2 separate regions of the Mus musculus genome follow, and region 1 is linked to region 2. Evidence: chromatin contacts called from public promoter capture Hi-C data. All regions are on one chromosome and are shown on one strand. Each heading gives the region's core, a stretch centred on a gene start, on an enhancer-like site or on the middle of the called end of the contact. The rest is flanking DNA. Distances are from core to core; before and after follow the strand shown. Region 1 has its middle 3.1 kb from the start of Gm46907. Region 2 overlaps Fam166c (family with sequence similarity 166, member C).

Region 1 (5,173 bases), core at 2,605-5,104, 330 kb after region 2:
TGACAAGGTAAACAGCCAGGTGGAGGCTTGGGGGAGGGGGACGTCGTATCTGTCCAAACCTTGGGACCCCAGGATACTTACCCACCTGCTCCTGACCTGCTGGAGCCAGAATTGGCTTAGGAAAGCAGGCCTGGATAGTATAGTTCTAAGTAGCTGCAGAGAGCAGGAACCACTTTAGGAACAGATTTTGCTGAGAAGGGTCAAGCTATGCTGTGATCAGCTACTGTTGGCGCACCGAGCTGGTGTTTGTGTGGTGGCCTTCTTGTGTGCTGAGCCACTGCCCTGGCCACACTGTGCAGGGATGAGAAGGGAGTGTGTGTGTGGGGGGGGGGGGGAGCTTAAGTTCATGTGCTTATGGTACATTTTTTTGTGAATAGCATCTTTCAGGACTCTTTAAAGTTTTTTTTTTTCTTTTTTTCTTTTTTTTTTTTTTAAAGAGTCACTTTACAACCTTGGTATAAGCAAGTCCTTACTGATTTTGGCAGGACTTGATTTCCAATAACCTGTAAATTTGATGGAAAAACCAAATCGAGCAAACAGTGGGCTTTGACAGTCTGACAGAGTGGAGAAAGAGCACGGTTGAGAGTCCCTCGTACCTCTGAGGCCTATATCCCTACCTCCTACAGCTGAGTGTCGGTGAGGGCTGCTGTCTGGTGGGGGCAATTCCCAGGGTTGTGTCTGCCACCTGCCAACTTGCCCAGCTTGCCATACCTAGTGTTGACATGGAGTCCCAAGATGTTTGCTTTTTCCCAGCAAGAAACTCAGCTTAAGTTAGTTTGTGCTCATAGCCAGAAAGTTCTTCATAGACATGCCTGAACTCGAGGGCTCCTAACTACTGTGTGTACCTCAATGCCAGCTTCCGTTGGTTCCTTTTTTCCTCTCCCAGATTTCAATGTAGTGTTAGGAAATTCCTGCAAGGCAGTTCTAATGAATAAGAGGTATTGGGTATGTTTGGGGTTGTTTGTTTGCTTGTTTAACTCCAGGCCACAAAGGGAGGGAGGGCATGGTCCACTCCTAGAACTCACCATGACAGACTCTCTCATTAGGGTTTCTGAGGTTGCAAACAGTGAGTTTGCTCCCAGGCTTTGCTCACTCATGGCCTGTTGGCAGCCTCCTCAGGGCCACTCCCTGCCCCCGTGCCCATCAGATTAGTTTACAGTAGCAAAGACGGTTGTCGCCCTAGTTTTAAACATAGAGATGGGGTTCAGGAGGATGACGGCCCCCATCCAACAGTAGAATCTGTTCTTTGTCGAATGCCAATCTGGGTTTAAATGGCAGGATGCGCCTGCCTGTGGTCTGATGGGAGCTCTGGGGCCTGAGAGCTACATTCCTTCCTCTGGTCCTCTCTGTGTCACATAGCTCACCCAAATACCCGAGGAGGACAGAAGGAGACAGCTGTGCTGGAGAGCTGCCCTTCCTGGGCTGAGTGTATTTTGGGAATCGGTGTTATTACTGATTCTGTGTGATTACTGGGGTGGAGGGTGGTGAATTAAGCAAGGAAATGTGTCAAGGCTAGAGAGCTGAGGCGAGTGTGAGGTGCGGTGTTCCGTGTGCAGTGTGCTATGGGACAATACCGTCTCAGGGCATCGGGGTGGCTTTTATATGGGTTAATTTGCCTTTGAAATACATACCAGTGTTTTACGGATAATGACTGAATGCTTTATAAACTGGTCCTCTTAAGAAACAAGACTGAAACCGCTCTTACACACCGACCCAGCTGCTATTGTAGGTAATTGTTAAGATCAGGGAGAGGGGCATGATTTGGACCAAGTTAGACCTAGAGCTGAGTGGTATGTTATGGTTTTATAGCACTGCATTTCCTTGATCTTGAGACTACCCTGTAATTTACCCACAGCTTTTAGGTATAGGGGTGTGTGTGTGTGTGTGTGTGTGTTTGTATTCTGAGCTACATTCTAGTTTCAGAAGCAAGAAGTAGCAACCCTGCAAGGGGAGATCTTTGTGTGTCTTTGAGTTAGAGTGTTGTTCGATTTCTGTGGAGATGCCAGGGCTGCTCCACCTAACAGCCCATGCATTGTCAAGGTGGGGACCTCTGACACCTTCCTCCAATCTAATGCTCTCTGTGGGCTTAGGTGACCAACTAGCCTTAGACATGCTACTTACTGAACAAAACAGTTCCCACATGGGAGTCCACTCAGAGCTAGAATAGGGAACTCTCCAGAAATTTAGCAAGCAGCTGGAAGCAAGCATCTTTTGAATTATCCCTGAATGTAGGCAAGCAGCATTTTCAGAACCATATAGAAGATCTAAATTTTTGGGCCAAAATGCAGGTGCTCTAGTTATGTATAGAAATGTTTGTCAGGATCTTAGACACACGCTAGAACTGGACAGGACAGATGTCCTAATGTCCTCATTTCCAGGTTTTGACACGAGACTCTTAAGAGTTAAGTGATTTGCCCCAAAGTGACTTAACTAACATAAAGAGTATATGAGAGCAGTGTCAACTGTGTACACCGTGCAGTTGACTATTGGTGGTTATTAGGGTCTGAGTCAGGATTAGAACTCACATTTCCAGACTAGCACTATTCTATACAGCCACGATGCTGCATTTGTCACACTTAATAATCCAAAGGGCTGTAATAAAAATAATTTAGTAGTCTGTAATTAGCCCTGTAGACAAAGGCTGCTTTTATTGTCTGAGGTGTTGCAAGGCCAGGCAAAATGTAATGTCAAAGCGTCTAATTAAATATTTATTCTCGCCACCTTACAAATAACAATTTTCCCTTACAAGTTCCATTCCTGCTCTGGGACTCTTCTTTTGAAAACTGTGCATCTACTGACTGAAAGCAAATGCAAAGTTGGGTGTTGACATCTTCTCGGCTTATCTCCAAGGCTGCTGTGTTCTGGAAAGCAAAGCAGAGAGCTCAGACCTGGGGCTGAGTGGAAGCAAACCTGAGGGGCAGCTTCAGGGCTCCCTCCCAGCACTCAGATGGAGCCTTGCATAGGTCCTGGGAGCCACAGGGATGTCTCACCCCCTCCTTTAGAAACTAAGTTGATGGGACTGGAGAGATGGCTCAGTGGTTAAGAGCACTGATTGCTCTTCCAGAGGTCCTGAGTTCAATTCCCAGAAACCACATGATGGCTTACAACCAACTGTAATGGGATCTGATACCCTCTTCTGGTGTGTCTGAAGACAGCTACAGTGTACTCATATACATAAAATAAATGAAAAAAGATTAAAAAAAAAAAAAAGAAACTAAGTTGATCTGGCCTCTCAAAACAGATGCATCTGAGCCCAAATCCCAGTCCTCCTACTTCCTGACTGTGTGACACTGGGTAGGTTATGTAACTGCTAAGTGCTAGTTTTCTCATCTGTAGGCTAGCCTGGATGATGGCTGTCCCTTAGGGTTGTTAGAGGATGCAAGGAGAGGAGCTGCTTCATAGCAGGTAGCAATATTTATTTACATTTACTGGTGCCATAATGTCAAAATAATGTCTCAAAGTTTGTCATGAGAAGTCCATCCTGAACTAATTCAAAACTGCCCCATTCCTCGGGAGCCTTTGTGTCCAACAGAAGCAGCCATTTGTCCAGTGAAAACTTGAGAGTCACAGTGTCATTTCAACTACCAAATGAGAGAGTGTATGTATGAAATGGGCCTTTGTGACCATGCATTCAGCTGACTTGCTTGTCTGACAGAACGGCCAGGCATGAGCAGTTGACTGGAGCAGAGCCCGGGTTTGGTGTGACGTGGGGCTGCTCAGGCCTTCTGCTGGGTAGGCTCTACTAAGAATGATCAGAATCAGAAATAGGAAAGCAAGCTGCCGGGTGCCGGCCTATTAGTGAGCCTTTCGTGGCCCTTGCTCACTTCCGCTACTGTGTGAAGTGCACCTTGAACCATGACTTCACTCAGATCAGTTTCTGTACTTGTGGGAGAGAGGTCATGGGGAAAGAGCCCTTCCTTCCAGCAGGGAAGCCTCCTCCCAGAGTGAGGAGAGAGAAAGGAGGTCCTTTTGGATGGACCAGCTACAGAAAGGCTCAAGGCCTTTCTGAATTCCTAGACCAAGCCCATGTCCATACACAGGCCTCTAAAGGCTAGCTCTGTGGTGGGGAGTGGTCCCTAGGGAGCGTGTGTGTCTTCAGGCTCCATCCCCAGGACTGTAACTGAACTTGGAAAGGATCTACCTCTGGGAAGACGGATGTGGGTGTGGGGAAAGGAAAGGAGACTCAACAGGGAACTTTTAGTTCCTCTGCTTTCTTGTTTGACGTGTTTTAAGATGCACTGCTCTGGACTTAGGGGAGAGCTCGTAGACTTGACAGTGCACATGACTCCGCCATCAACACATCTTCATAGAAAACCTTTGCTAGAGTGGTCAGTGATGGAGCAGGTAGCGCTAGCTGGCTTCCTTCCTCAGACCAGGCCAGTGTCCAGAGAAGACTGGTGAGCGAGGAGGGCCCTCTCAAGTGCCTGCTTCCCAACAGCTTCTCAGTCTCTATGGAGTGCCTGCCCCAGCGTCTCCCTGCCCCTTTACTCCCCTTTGAGAATCACCCCTTCCTCTTGACAGCTGAAGGAACTAACCATTACTTCCTAATAAGGTCATTTAATTTCAACTATTGTCCAAAGCAGCATCTGCCCATGTGACCTTTACAGCAAGTATGTGAGCTGGACATGGTACCATGCGTGGAATCCCAGGACAACCTGGGCTGCATAGTGAGTCTGCTTCTCAAAAAACAGCATGTTAAGTCCTGTGCCTCTTACAAAAGAGCTTGAAGCTTCAGGGACCTAACTGAAGTATGGATACACTCTGTGACGATAGCTGCAATCTCTATCAGGCCTGGCTGCTCCTTTACTCAATACTGACAGCTTTCGGTGGAAATGACTAATAAGGGGCTGGAGAGATGGCTCAGCGGTTACGGGCACTTGTTGTTCTATGGCCTGGGTTGGGTTCCCAGCACACCCATGATGGCTCATGACCATCTGTAGGAACTCAGGCAGTGCATATACATGCAGGCAAAATAGTCAAGCACATAACTAAATCTCAAAAGAAGGAAAAACACAATGACTACCATGGTGTGATAAGAACTCACTAAGTGATGTTGAAGTTTTGATTTTGTCATCAGTTGGTCGTTGTTGTTTTTAGCCAGGTGTCGTGTTGAGTATAGAGCGAGGACACACTCACCAGCTGGGCTGTGCTTTGAGTACTTACCCAGAAGGAG
Region 2 (4,571 bases), core at 1,495-3,994:
CCAAGACAAGACTGGCATTCTGTCCCGTGTTCCTTACTTTGTACTTCCTGTGAAGGAGCCGGACCGGTACCCCCTACCCACCGACCTGTGAGTGTCCCTCTCCTCCTCTCTGCGGTCAACAAACACACATCCACAGGGCATCTCCTCTTCCTCCAGCCCTGGAGCCATGACCCTGAGAAACAGTTAACACAGCCAGTGGTGCCTGCTATTGCAGAGTCCCAGATCCAGCAGCTCTTTTTTGGGGGGTGGGGGGCAGGATGCCAGAAACCCTCATGGGAGGATCAGGAAGTATTTTCCTGACCAGATACATACTCCATAGCCTTTGCTTGTGGGAACTTGACTGCTACTTCCTCTGCAAAGGCCCTTCTCAAAGCTGCACCAGTCCAAACCAGTCCAAACAGCTGCTGCCCTCTGGTGGATGAATGGGACACTACGTGGACAAGGGACAGGTCATCAGCTTGCCACCCATATCCTGTTGTCGTCGTCCCGTCCCCCCCCCCCCCACCTTCTATGGAACCCAGTCTAGGGTATGCTGGGATCCTAGTCTTGCACCAGGGACATGAGATTATCTTAAAAGTCTAACTAGCCAGGTTTTAAAAAGTAAGAAACGCCTTACAGCCCGGCTCTGGTGTCTTGAGAGAGCCCCTCGCCCGCCCCCAGGGAAGACCTTCCCTCCCTCCTGCCACCAAAGCACAGGTTTCGCAAGTTTACTCCCAGGGGCCTTATGGCTGGGAGTGGTAGGGAGGTGACCTAGAGACCAACTCGAAGCCTGTTCCTCTCCCCACTTTTGCAACCCACCTGTGTCTGTCTGGGAGGGGTGTGGACTTGGGAGGTCAGTGGACACATTTGGGTTTCTAACCTTTAACCCCTGCTTGCCTCAAGAGTCCCAGCCTCAGCATCCAGATGTAGATACAGCAGCTGCTCCCACAGAGTTTGGTACACTTTGCCGACACTGTCTTAGTACCTCTAAAAGTGCCTCTCTGTAAGACAGATGGGTCTGGCACATAAGAAAGTAAACTGAGTCCAGCGCAGACCTCAGGAGCTTGGGCGGGTTACCTGATGGTTGAAGACCCCGTCTGGGAAGAGACCTATGTTTGTTGTGGGTCAGCTCAGCCTTTGGGTTGCCTGTGTCTCTCTTGAGCCAGTTCTGAGCCAGTGAGTCCCTTGAAACTGAGCCTTTCCTGGGGACAGGTCTCTGATATCTTGCCATGTATGCCCCCTCTTGAATCTTCAGGTCCTTGTATCTCTTTCTTCTCCAAATTATCCAGTAGTCTGCACTGCTGACCGTGCCATGCCCGATACAGATAGCGTATCTTAAGTGGCTGGGGACGGTCGGCGATCAACTCTGTATCCTGGGGAGTCTCTAGCCTTTCTGAGTTACAGCACCACCATCACCACCACCATCACCTTCACCATCATCACCACCACCATCTCTACCACAGCAGCAGTCAGCATCTCCCATAACGGCTGAGTTTCTCCTCACCTTGCACTAAGTGCTTTACACAAAGAGCTTCATTTACTCCTCAGAACAAGAGGATAACAAGAGGGCAACAGTAGCAGCAGTTCACTGTCACATGGGTTTGTTTCCAGCAGGAGGCAGGGCCAGAATCCAGGTCACTTTTCTCCCGAGTCCTTGTTCACTCGGCAGATGTCACGCTGCCAATGGCTGCAGGGCCACAAAGCTATAGTGAGCACAAGGGTTATGGTGAACATTCCTCCCGCTCCTCGGGGCGCACTGCCTGACGCTGGCCCATCCTTACCCTCAGGCCTCCTCTGAGTGAGAAGAGTAAGTGGAACCTACTAAGATTATCCCCTGACTACAAGAGGACCTACCAGACCTTCCCATCAGGGAAGAGAGTTTCCTCTCAAGAGCGCCAAAGGCGGGACCTTTACTTCGAGTTCAGAGCCTGAAACCAGGTGGTTGACCCCAGGGAACCTTGGCCTGACCAGGCTGGCTTGCTTGTAATAAAATCTTCAGCCACAACCATCCCGTGTGCCTCTCAGTTGGATCTTGTCACCATGCGTGAAGGTGCCCTGAGCACTGGGGAGAGCTAAGCCGGAGAAATCCGAACCAAGAAGCTGTGCCCAGCCACTGTGGGCCATCCAGATGTGCCCAGGTCGAGGCAGGTGGGACTGGGGGATGACTAAGGCCAGGCTCATAAGGCTACCCAGGTGTCGGGCCACTCGGGGACCGAGACCTCCTGCCTGCTTTCACTAGTATAACTGAGAACACACAGCAGTGGCTAGGGTGGGTGGCATGACCCCCAAACAGTTCCCTCAGTGTTGTTACTCAGCTGACTCCCATTTCTCATTACGGAGTCTGGGACCTCGGCCCTACCTCTGGGATGCTGAGAAAGTTGCCCAAGCACACATAGTAAGGAATTAGCACAGACAGGATTTGAACCGGGTCTTTTGGGCTCCTCAGTCCTGGTTTCTCAAATACCACACGCTCATGTGGAAACAGAGGGGGTCTTAGTGATCCCAGGGGCCCTGTGGCGTGGCAGGGAGTGGGGGTGACTTGTACTCAGCTCTGACTGGACAGAGCTGGCTGATTAGGTCTTTATACATACTTGAGCTTATTTCTTGGAGGAGTGAGCTGGGACTAAACTACTCTCAGCGACATGACCTCAGGGAGTGGGTGCCAAGGTAGCAACAAGCTTTGGCAACCTTCGAGGGTCAAAGTATGCTCTCCCAACATGGCTGCTCCAGGGAAACTTTGATAGGGCAGAGGGTAGGGCACAAAGTCCCATAGACCGTTCTGGGAGGAGATCACAGCTGAGGAATGTGTCACACCATTGGGCTCCCCCAACGTTCCACCCATCTGGATTAGATCAAGCAGATTCTGTCAAGTAATGAGTCTCTATTTCAACTGAACAGGGGAGTCAAGACCTAAAGACAGGATTCAAGTGCACACTGTAGCAAAAACAACTCTTCCTTGTAATCAGACCTATCCCCTCCCTCAGATGCATATAGACAAGAAAATCCACACGCACAGCAGATAGCCATCTGGCAGCTCCCACAAGTTCCCATGATGAACTTCTCCTGTGTCCCAGAGTCTCTAGACAGCTGGACCCTAAAGTGTCCCCAGAGTGGCCAAACTCATTACAGGGCTTGGCTGAATGGCAAAGCAAATAGGCCTTAAATGCTGGTCACACATGGTCCCATCCCCAGGGTCCAAGGGTGGCAAGCAGGGCCAAGATGTCTTCTCCATGGAAGGAAGCCAGGCAAGCCAGACGCCAGCTGGAATGACAGCTATGTGTGCATCCTGATCATGGGTGGGTTCCAGAGGAGGGAAGGACGAATATTTCCCTTCTGAACTTTGTTCCATTTGGCTTAGTCTTCTCCTCTGTCGTGGGTCGAGGTTTGAACTCTGTCCTCAAAAAGGTTGCCATGCCCGCTTGCCGGGAGTTGTTGGCAAACCTGAGCCCTAGAAGAAACACCAACTCCCTATGTAGGACCTTCAGAAAGCAGTGGGTCTGGATGGGGGAAACACATATTTACTTAGCAAACAGTACTCTAGAGGTGAAGGATGGACAGAGCTGAGTCATAATTCAAATCAGATTCTACAGTGCCTGGATGCAGGGGGTGTCCAGTAGTCTTCATTGAAGCTGCCGAACCAGCCGATGACCTCCACATCAGCAGCCCCAGAAGTGAATCCGAAAAGAGCTGAAAGAGAGTCCCAGAGCCATCTGAGGTCCCCCACCTTGCCCTATCATGGCCTTTTCTGTAGGCAGTGGTCCCAGCTGGTTCAAACAGTCCTCTCTCTCTCTCTCTCTCTCTCTCTCTCTCTCTGTGTGTGTGTGTGTGTGTGTGTGTGTACATGTGTTCATGAGTGTCAATGAGGGTGCATGTACACATATGCACACGTGTGGAGACCAGAGAGCAGCCCAGGTGTGGCTCCTTAGGAGTCATTTACCTTGTTTCTGGTTTTGTTTGTTTTCAGACAAAGTCTCTTGCTGGGACCAGGGAGCCCAGGGGCCCTCCTGCTCAGCATCCCTAGCCTTGCTATTGCTAGTTTACACCACCACACCCAGCTTCTAATATGGACACTAGGGGTCAAACTCGGGTCCTCATGATTGCATAGCAAGGAGTTTAAGTTCTTTCCCCAATTCCTAAACTTTCTTTAAGCTTCTATTAGCATCACCAGAACACAAAGGGTTTCTGAATTTTTGGGTGGCCAGTGGAAAAAAACAGGAATGATTCAGACAGAGGTGCAGGGCAGGTAGATTCCAGCAGCTGTGTTGTGTGGGGCCATTGTGGAGGAAGAGGGGTTTCCTTTAATGAAGGTGATTCGAGCATGGCATCTCTAGGTTCTGCCCTAGCCCCATCCCTGGAACCTAGAGATGTCGTGTCCATCAAGGTGGTTGGAAGAAGTGTGGCCTGACCCAGTCAGAATCCCTGGGAATTCAGAATTGAGCTGGGACATTACTTTAAGAGTCACTGAAGTTAAATCAAACAGACACAAACTGTTGGGAGTCCATGACACATGATAGGCCATGTCTGGCAACCCAGAGGTTGCTGGTGTGCAGTGGAAGTAAGTGTGTAGGAGAAGAGAGAATGGGGCGGGGGGA

Evidence for each region. Promoter capture Hi-C pulls out the DNA fragments that hold promoters and counts their contacts.
Region 1: a contact with region 2 is called in a promoter capture Hi-C map of liver, with 2.1 times the contacts expected there. The contact joins two enhancer-like sites. A contact is called at or near these places in 5 of 39 promoter capture datasets (the C10 cell line, the HPC-7 cell line, embryonic stem cells and 2 more) and 1 of 115 datasets of contacts at active chromatin or transcription factors (embryonic stem cells).

Annotation. Positions count from the first base shown.
Region 1 is chr5:30,815,282-30,820,454 of GRCm38.p6, forward strand. It overlaps a transcript of Mapre3 not described here. Among named protein-coding and RNA genes, the nearest start is that of Gm46907, 3.1 kb to the left of the region's middle. Within about 2 kb of position 3,855, at least 22 of the 459 cell types and tissues checked have an H3K27ac peak or open chromatin away from gene starts, as enhancers often do. A contact at or near this core is called in liver, where this site is marked.
Region 2 is chr5:30,482,102-30,486,672 of GRCm38.p6, forward strand. Fam166c (family with sequence similarity 166, member C) reads left to right here. Exons shown (of 4, transcript NM_029285.1): 3 at 1-87; 4 at 1,767-1,986. The coding sequence ends at 1,911. It overlaps Cib4 (calcium and integrin binding family member 4), which reads right to left. Exons shown (of 7, transcript NM_028483.1): 7 at 3,483-3,666. The coding sequence ends at 3,636. Among named protein-coding and RNA genes, the nearest start is that of Fam166c, 18 kb to the left of the region's middle. Within about 2 kb of position 2,745, at least 5 of the 459 cell types and tissues checked have an H3K27ac peak or open chromatin away from gene starts, as enhancers often do. A contact at or near this core is called in liver, where this site is marked.